2 separate regions of the Ovis aries genome follow, and region 2 is linked to region 1. A link is a contact called in public Hi-C data. All regions are on one chromosome and are shown on one strand. The core of a region is the stretch at or near the end of the contact, and the rest is flanking DNA. Distances in the headings are between cores, read along the strand shown.

The links. A called contact is a pair of places that touch in the nucleus more often than the background predicts.
Region 2: a contact with region 1 is called in a Hi-C map of liver, with 3 times the contacts expected there. The contact joins two enhancer-like sites. A contact is called at or near these places in 3 of 16 Hi-C or Micro-C datasets (liver, mixed tissues and skin fibroblasts).

Annotation. Positions count from the first base shown.
Region 1 is chr12:23,605,053-23,608,702 of ARS-UI_Ramb_v3.0, forward strand. No RefSeq gene overlaps it. Among named protein-coding and RNA genes, the nearest start is that of TRNAS-GGA, 25 kb to the right of the region's middle. Within about 2 kb of position 1,574, at least 1 of the 54 cell types and tissues checked has an H3K27ac peak or open chromatin away from gene starts, as enhancers often do. A contact at or near this core is called in liver, where this site is marked.
Region 2 is chr12:23,808,003-23,811,652 of ARS-UI_Ramb_v3.0, forward strand. No RefSeq gene overlaps it. Among named protein-coding and RNA genes, the nearest start is that of TRNAS-GGA, 180 kb to the left of the region's middle. Within about 2 kb of position 1,924, at least 9 of the 54 cell types and tissues checked have an H3K27ac peak or open chromatin away from gene starts, as enhancers often do. A contact at or near this core is called in liver, where this site is marked.

The sequences.
Region 1 (3,650 bases), core at 324-2,823:
CTGTCTATGTTCAAAAGCAGAGAAAATGGGCAATGTTGGGGCAGGAAAGCTCCCTCTCATGATGTTCCTCTCTTATCAGGAAGAAAAGTGTTTCCGGAAAGTGTCTAGCAGCCTTCTTTCATCTCCTGAGTCAGAAATGGGGCTCAGTTACATCCTCAGACCAGAAGCTGGATCTACTTCTGGAGATGAAGGCATCTCCAGCCAGTGCCAAACAAAATTCTTGTTCTGTGAATAAGGAAAGAGGGAACAATGACTTTTGAGCATCTGGGCAATAGTGTCTGCCCAGAGGAATAGTCACTTATACACATGTAAGTGTGTGTGTATAAGTGTATATCCATATATATACTAAAGTGAAATAAGCGCTAGTAGAAGTATTCTAGTATCTTCTCTATGACCTTAGTAAACCACACCTCTCTGAGACTCAGTTTTCTCATCTATAAAATGGAGAAGGGAATGCTTGCCCTGCCCACATCCAGGGCTATGTGAGAATCATGTTTTAGATGAGTGCTTTGTAAACCAGATAGCACTAAACATCTATTGCTTTTTAAAAATATTTATTTATTTGGCTGTGTCGAGTCTTTAGTTGCGGCATGAGAACTCTTAGTTGCTACATGTGGGATCTGGTTCCCTGACCAGGGATGGAACCCAGGCCCCCTGCTTTTGGAGTGAGGACTCTTAGCCCCTGGACCTAGTGGACTGGCAGGGAAGCCCCTACCTGTTGGTTTTTCAGTACGAATGTTGTCCTTGTTCGGGGCCACCTCAGTGGTTCTGCTGATGGATACTTTGGCATAGTCAGTTTGGGCCTGGAGGTGGGACAGAGGGCAGGGCCTCAAGGAAGCTAGACCAGGATCAGTTCAGGCCTAAAGCTGGGACAGTGAGGAGGGTTCAAAAGCTCCTCGTTACGTGTCTATGCGCAGAACCTGAGCCTGACCAGGACTTGGGAGAACAAAGGCTTTCTGCTCTTACTGTGGTCTGTATCTGGGGGCAGTGCTTTTGGATTCTGGGGTTTCTTAGACTCCAGTGTGGGAAGGTAGACACCTAGAAAATGTCTTCCAGAGGGAACCCATGGTGGATGCTGACAGAGAGGAATTCACACACCTTTACCTGATGTTTTGTCTTTCGGGAGGACAGTGGGCTGGTGAGGAGAAAGCCCCTCAGAGAGCGCCTGAGGTAGTCGTCCCTTCCACAGGTGGACGGAGGTGGTGGGAGAAGACGCGCTTCTCTCAAGCAAGGAGCTGTAGCTCAGCCTTTCAAAACAACCTGGACAGGAGGAAAAATTGAGTTAGCTGGAATGGGAGGTCGATCAGGGGAGGACTTGAAGGGGGACCTTGGTGATTAAGTTCAACCGTTTCCTTTTTGTGGGTGTGGGAGAGAAATATTTCTGAATTTGCCCTGACCTTTTAAACTTTAGCCTGCTTGCTAAGCTGGTTGAAGCCCAAGTTCCTCTTCTAACCACAAAAGTCCTTTGCTTTCTCCCTGGAAATGTGGAGGCTTGCCATTACCCACATCTGCCAGAAACTCCCCTCTGTAAACCTTGTTTGAACCTTGGTCCACGTTTCACCAACCTGCTTCCATTTACTGAGGCAGCTTGGTAAACAGACGGCTCTGGGCGCAGTTAATAATCTTGTCATTTTTACCTTGTGGTCTTTTATATCTACCTCACACATCCAGTTAAATTAAATTGCCATCAGTCTCTTCCCCACCAGGGTGAAGATTAATGGGCCTTCAGCTGTCCCCTTCCAACACAGGCAGTGGTCACGTCCTGAAGAGAAATGCTGTGGGTAATAAATTATGAACTGTCATCGCAGAAGATGGTGGGCAGCTCCAGAGCCTTCTCAGTTCACAGGGGTTTGAGCTTGGCGTGTGCAGGGTTGAAGATGGGCATCTTGTCATGACACCTGTTAACGCCGATGCTTCTGAGATGCAGAGGAGGTTGGGACTCAGCAACCATGGAAAGTACATGGCCAAGAGTAGTTTCTGCTGAACCCAGTTTCTGCTGGGGAGGCTCTGGGAGTGTTGGGGGCAGGTGGGTCTTTTCCCAGAATGGGTGGCTTTCTAGAAGTTTCTAGGGGGCAGCTGCTCATTGCCAGGAAAGCACAGCTTTGGCTGACCTGTCTTCAGTTTCCTGTTGAATATGGGTTTCTGCGTGCATGCGTGCTAAGTCGCTTCAGTGTGTCCTACTCTTTGCAACTCTATATGGCGGACTATAGCCCGCCACATCCCTCTGTCCATGGGATTCTCCAGGCAAGAACACTGGAGTGTGTTGTCATATCAGTCAGCTATCTCTGGAGTCCTCTCTTAGAACTTCTGGGACTCCCACGAGATTTCCTCCCAAAGTGTCATACCACAAGCTCCAATGAGGTTTGAAAATGTGCGATGGTCTCATAGTACTAGTGATGTAAATGTTCCCCCAGCACTCAGGTAGCTGTACCGTCTTCTGCTGGCCAGTTGTTGGGAAGACTTCTGAAGTCATCAGTGGAAGGGAACCAATTCCTTATTCTGTCTTAGACTTGATTCACATTGCAGTTGTTCATTCTTCTACTGATGGATTGAGTTCTAAAAAGCCATATAGTGTTTTAAAATAGAAATCTTACTGATACCAGATATCCTTTCTGGTGTATCCTAGAAGCAAAATCAGGAGTACAGTTGGTAAAGCAATTCCAGTCTGTACAGTTGAATGCTTTTGCTCATTTCCTCCCTTGATCATTGAATCTCAGCTTGCTAATGACATTGACCTTGCTAATGACATTCTTTCTGTTCTGGGAAACATTTCCTCTGCTGGTTGGGTCCCTCTGAAGGGAAACTGGTTCCAGGAACCAGAAGAGAAGTGGACCTCACGAACCTGAGGAGCCAATAGCTGTTACCCATTCATTTTTACCGAATGAATCAATAACATTATAATACTATCGAATTTTAATTAGGATGCCCATATATTCTGAAGAGCTGTGTGATCTTTAGTAAGTCATTTCAATGTCTTTTGACCTTCCCTTTTTTCATATGTAAAATGAAGATACAAATGATCAGCCTTACTGCTTTTATAGTTTGAGTAAAAAAAAGTTACAGCATTCAGAGCTAGCGATATGCATGGTGCTTTACTGACTTGTCTGCAGTTCACTGGGCTAGTGGCATCTACATAGCCTGTTACACTGTGCAAGGTACTTAATATGTCTGTTGTTATTTTCTCCATTTTAAATTCCTTGCAGGTATAATTATTTTGCTCTCTTTACTGAGGATAGTAATAACAAACATTTATTGTTTTCTATGTGCCAAACAGTATTGTAAGCGACCTACATGCTTCAACCTATTGAACCCTCACATCAACCTTATGAGATATAGGCACTGTTATTATTCCATTTTACAGATAATAACATCAAGGCACAGAGAGTTTAAATATCTTGCCCACGATTACATGGTGAGTAAGTCAAACTGGGAATCCAGTGCAGGTGGTTTGACTCCAGAGTTCTGCCTTACAAGATGCTAAGTTATATAATTAGGGTAACCCAGCCCACGAAGGACTCAGATCCTATCTCAAATTCCAGGCTTTTTCTCTATCCATGCTACCTCTTGTTTACCTGATATCCAGGCATTTATAAATAGTTTTAAAAATCGTTATGGAAACTATATGTACATATGGTGCATAAACACACACT
Region 2 (3,650 bases), core at 674-3,173, 200 kb after region 1:
GGGAAGTCCCTCTATTAATTCTTGAATTCTCATCACCACAAGTGAAATGACAGTCCTTAGGGTGTTCTCATTTCCCGAATTTTTCTGGCTTTATTTCATAGTGTCTTTCCTCTGAATGACCTTGTTTCTCTTTGAGTCATGGCAATAATACTTTGCTTTATGTGTATATATATATATATCCCCCTCAAATAGTTTCAGATATTTACTTTCAAAATCTGTAAGGACTATCATAAGAAAAATAAATTAGGCAGACAGGCTGTGGCTTGAAGGAAATATCTGCCAGAGGCAAACCAAAAATGCCTCTTCTCGAAGCTTATAATTTCCAGTGACATATCTCTGTCATAACCAGTCATCTTGTATTATCATGATGTGTGTCTGTATTTCCTTCTCTCAATCTTCTGTGAGCTCAGCTTTATTTACTTTTTTGTGCTGAATATCTAATATACCGTCTGGAGGGTGGTAAGATCACAAAAATTGCATTTTTGTGATCTACATTGCATTTCAATGTCCTACATTTTCTTTAATGTAAGACATTAAAGAAATTTTAGATTTAAGAAAAACAGTAATGTAATAAGAGATAAAATCAATTAAAAAATAAAATCTTTAGTTTTTCTTTTATTTTTTCCCCTTCATTATCAGAAAAAATGATGGTCTGGATACTTCAGACAACAAAATGGAATCCTCCTTCCCCACCTTACAACCTCCAAGCCTCCCTTGAATATTACCTCAACTTGTTATGTGGAGTTGTGAGCATCTGTCCTTTCTATTTAAGGCTGTGTGTAACCATTTTCTGTTATAAAAAAAAAAAAAAAAAGGTCAAGTCTTGCAGCAATGGTTTGCTGAAGCTGGTGAAATGGATTGGTTTTGTTGACAAATCATCTCGGTCTGAATTGCTGACATTTCTCAGCCCTCTGCTGGATTGCACAACATTATGCAACTTTATGTGGAAATAAATGAGTTTATTAGCAGTGAGTTGTGTGCTTGTGGCTGTGTCTGTGTGTGATCATAAACATCTTCTGTGGGTACTTACAGCAATAATGACACCACTTTTTTTTCAGTTCACCCTTTATCATAAACTATGCCATTATTCATTTCAGTGGGTGCATCTGACCTCAAAGAATGTTATGAGAGTAGCTTGCTGAGACAGAGTAATGGACAGTAGACTCTGAGTAATCCTCCTCTGGCAGGGCCATGTGATAGCTGAGCAGATGGCCTTTTCTATGTTGGTGGTCTGTAAGATCTCTTCACTAAACCATTCACATGGAACACGCTAGACCCAGGAGTTTTCAGTGACTTAAAACAGCAGTGTTTTCTGGACTAGTCAGCCTTGGTCATTGTGGGGTGAACCTGTGCCTCCAGGGTGTGCTTCCAGAGGAGACTCAGCTGAATGGAGATTCCTACGCTAACAGAGCACACCGCCCTCAGAGAACTGGACAAGCCGAGGAAGTGCTCGACCCCTCAAGTGGCAGGAGTCCAAAAACAAGCACAGAGCTAACAGCTAAACTCAAGGATGACCAGGATGGTTGCTGTGTGGGGATGGAGTGACTTAGGCAAGATTAGCAGGGAAAGCTTGGAGGGAGACCAGCATTGGACTAGTGGAAATAGGTTATGGTCAACAAAAAGGAGCTGGGAGAATGTTCTAGTTTGCCTGGGGTAGGTCATTTGGGAAGTTAGGAGGAAGGAGTTGTGAGCTATGGGATATGGAAGGGAAATGAAACTGTTATATAAGTAGGCCAACTAAAATTCCCTCAGGAAAAAAAAAAAGTCACTACAACCTGAATCACTAAAGAGTTTTAAGTAAGACGCTAAAACAGAAGCAGAATCTGGGCTCCATTCAGCAAATATTTATCATGTGTTTGCTATCAGCAGGGCACTGGACTTGCTGTTGGAGGACAAAGGTGAGTAAGGAATGGTCTGCCCTGTAGGGTCTTAGTCTGGTCAGAGATGAGCTGTGAATGGCTTATTCAACATGCTGTGCCAAGTGCTTCACGAAAGCTGTTCCCAGGGCACGAGGGAAGCACAGAGGGGGAGAACCCAAGTTGACTTTGAGAAGAATTGAGGAGAAGGTGTTGCTGTGGTTGTGGACAGGTGAATATTAGAAGAGCCAGAGGACTAATTCCAACAAAGAGGCACGTGTGTGGTGGAGGAGTGGAAAGGTTGGAAAGATTCTGTTAGGTAGAAAGGGTAGTTGGAGGAAAAATCCCCACACATGAAACACTCATGGTATTTGCTGAAGCTGCTTACTGAATTTGAACTGCTGGGTCATCAGCTTTGAGTTGAGGTTGGGTGGGTGGTGGGAGATACATCTGGGACCAGAGGCTAGGGCTGTGTTTCCATCACAGCTTAGTTTTGAATGATGAGAAGAGCTTGTGAGGTGTTTGAACACGGGCACTGGAGTGGTGGGGCTTTAGAATCATCCCTCTGATAAGTGTGAGGAAGGGTGGGTGAGGGTGCTGGGTGTTAACAGTTAAGAGACTGTTTGAGTTGGAGGTTTTAAGCACTTGACTAGGGTGATGGCAGTGAGATTGGAAAGGAGTGACAGGTACAGGAAAGAATTTTCATGTGAAGGTCTGAGGGTGCTGGAATTATTAGGTCACGAAGGGATGGAGAGAGGAATCTGGGATCACTGGGAGATTCCTGTCTTTGATGGCTGAGTTCTTGGTGCTGCCTCCAACTCCCCTGGGGTTTGACAGGTGGAGGAGCCTCGGTGGAATCCAGTATAAAAGAAGACTGGAAGTGAATCAGCTTTATTCCAGTCACTAGTAGTTGCACTGACAGAACTGGAGTTTTATTGCTAGTTCTGGCTCCATCCTGTCCTGGTGGTTCCGTCACCACAAGTGAGTAAGGGAACCTCGTGCAGCTTCTGCTTGGTCATCTGCAGGTGATCATCACCTGTGATGTCTGCCCCAGAGGAGGGCTGTGAGGATCTCTCTGGAGGTGGATGGGAGGGACCCAGAGCACTGTGCTCCTGGTGGACCACAATGTTCCAGAGATGGCTCTCCGTCCATGTTCTCTGCTCGGCTGTGTTTTTGGAGTGTGGGGAAATAGTGGAGCTCTGCCCAAGAATCCCCCCCTTACCACGAATGCTAACGGAGCAGACACTCAAGACCAGCAGAGATGACTCAGCATTTTTGAGGGTTTGTGGGTTTAACTTTGAGTCAACGTTATTCTAACACTTTAACTTCACTTAATATTTACAGTGCGTAGTATTTGGTAAATGGGGGCACAGAGCCGGGAGGGGCTTCAGGGCCAACAGAATCCTTTCTCGGCAGCTCTAGGAAATCCAGAATGATATTTTTTTTCCCCACCTGGCAATTTTATTGTAATAGTTGAAAAATTTGAGCAGATTTAAATGCTTGTTATTAAAAAATGAAAAGAATAGGAGGCCACACAGACTCATCAGGAAAGATGCCAGTTGCAGTTCTGAATATGTGAAAATAAAAAAGAGGTGAAGTATCTCTGAATCTTCCTGTCACAACCCCTCCCTGCCCCCCAGACCAACTTTGTCATAAGCCACCACGGTTCAGAGTTCACAGACAGGAAAGAAACAGATCAATTGGTGGAGTTCCTGAAGGTGCCCTGTGACTGACACTGGTTCCTATTGGCAGCTTTTGAGAGCCAGTGCTGGGTTAAGCTGGCATTGGTTCTTC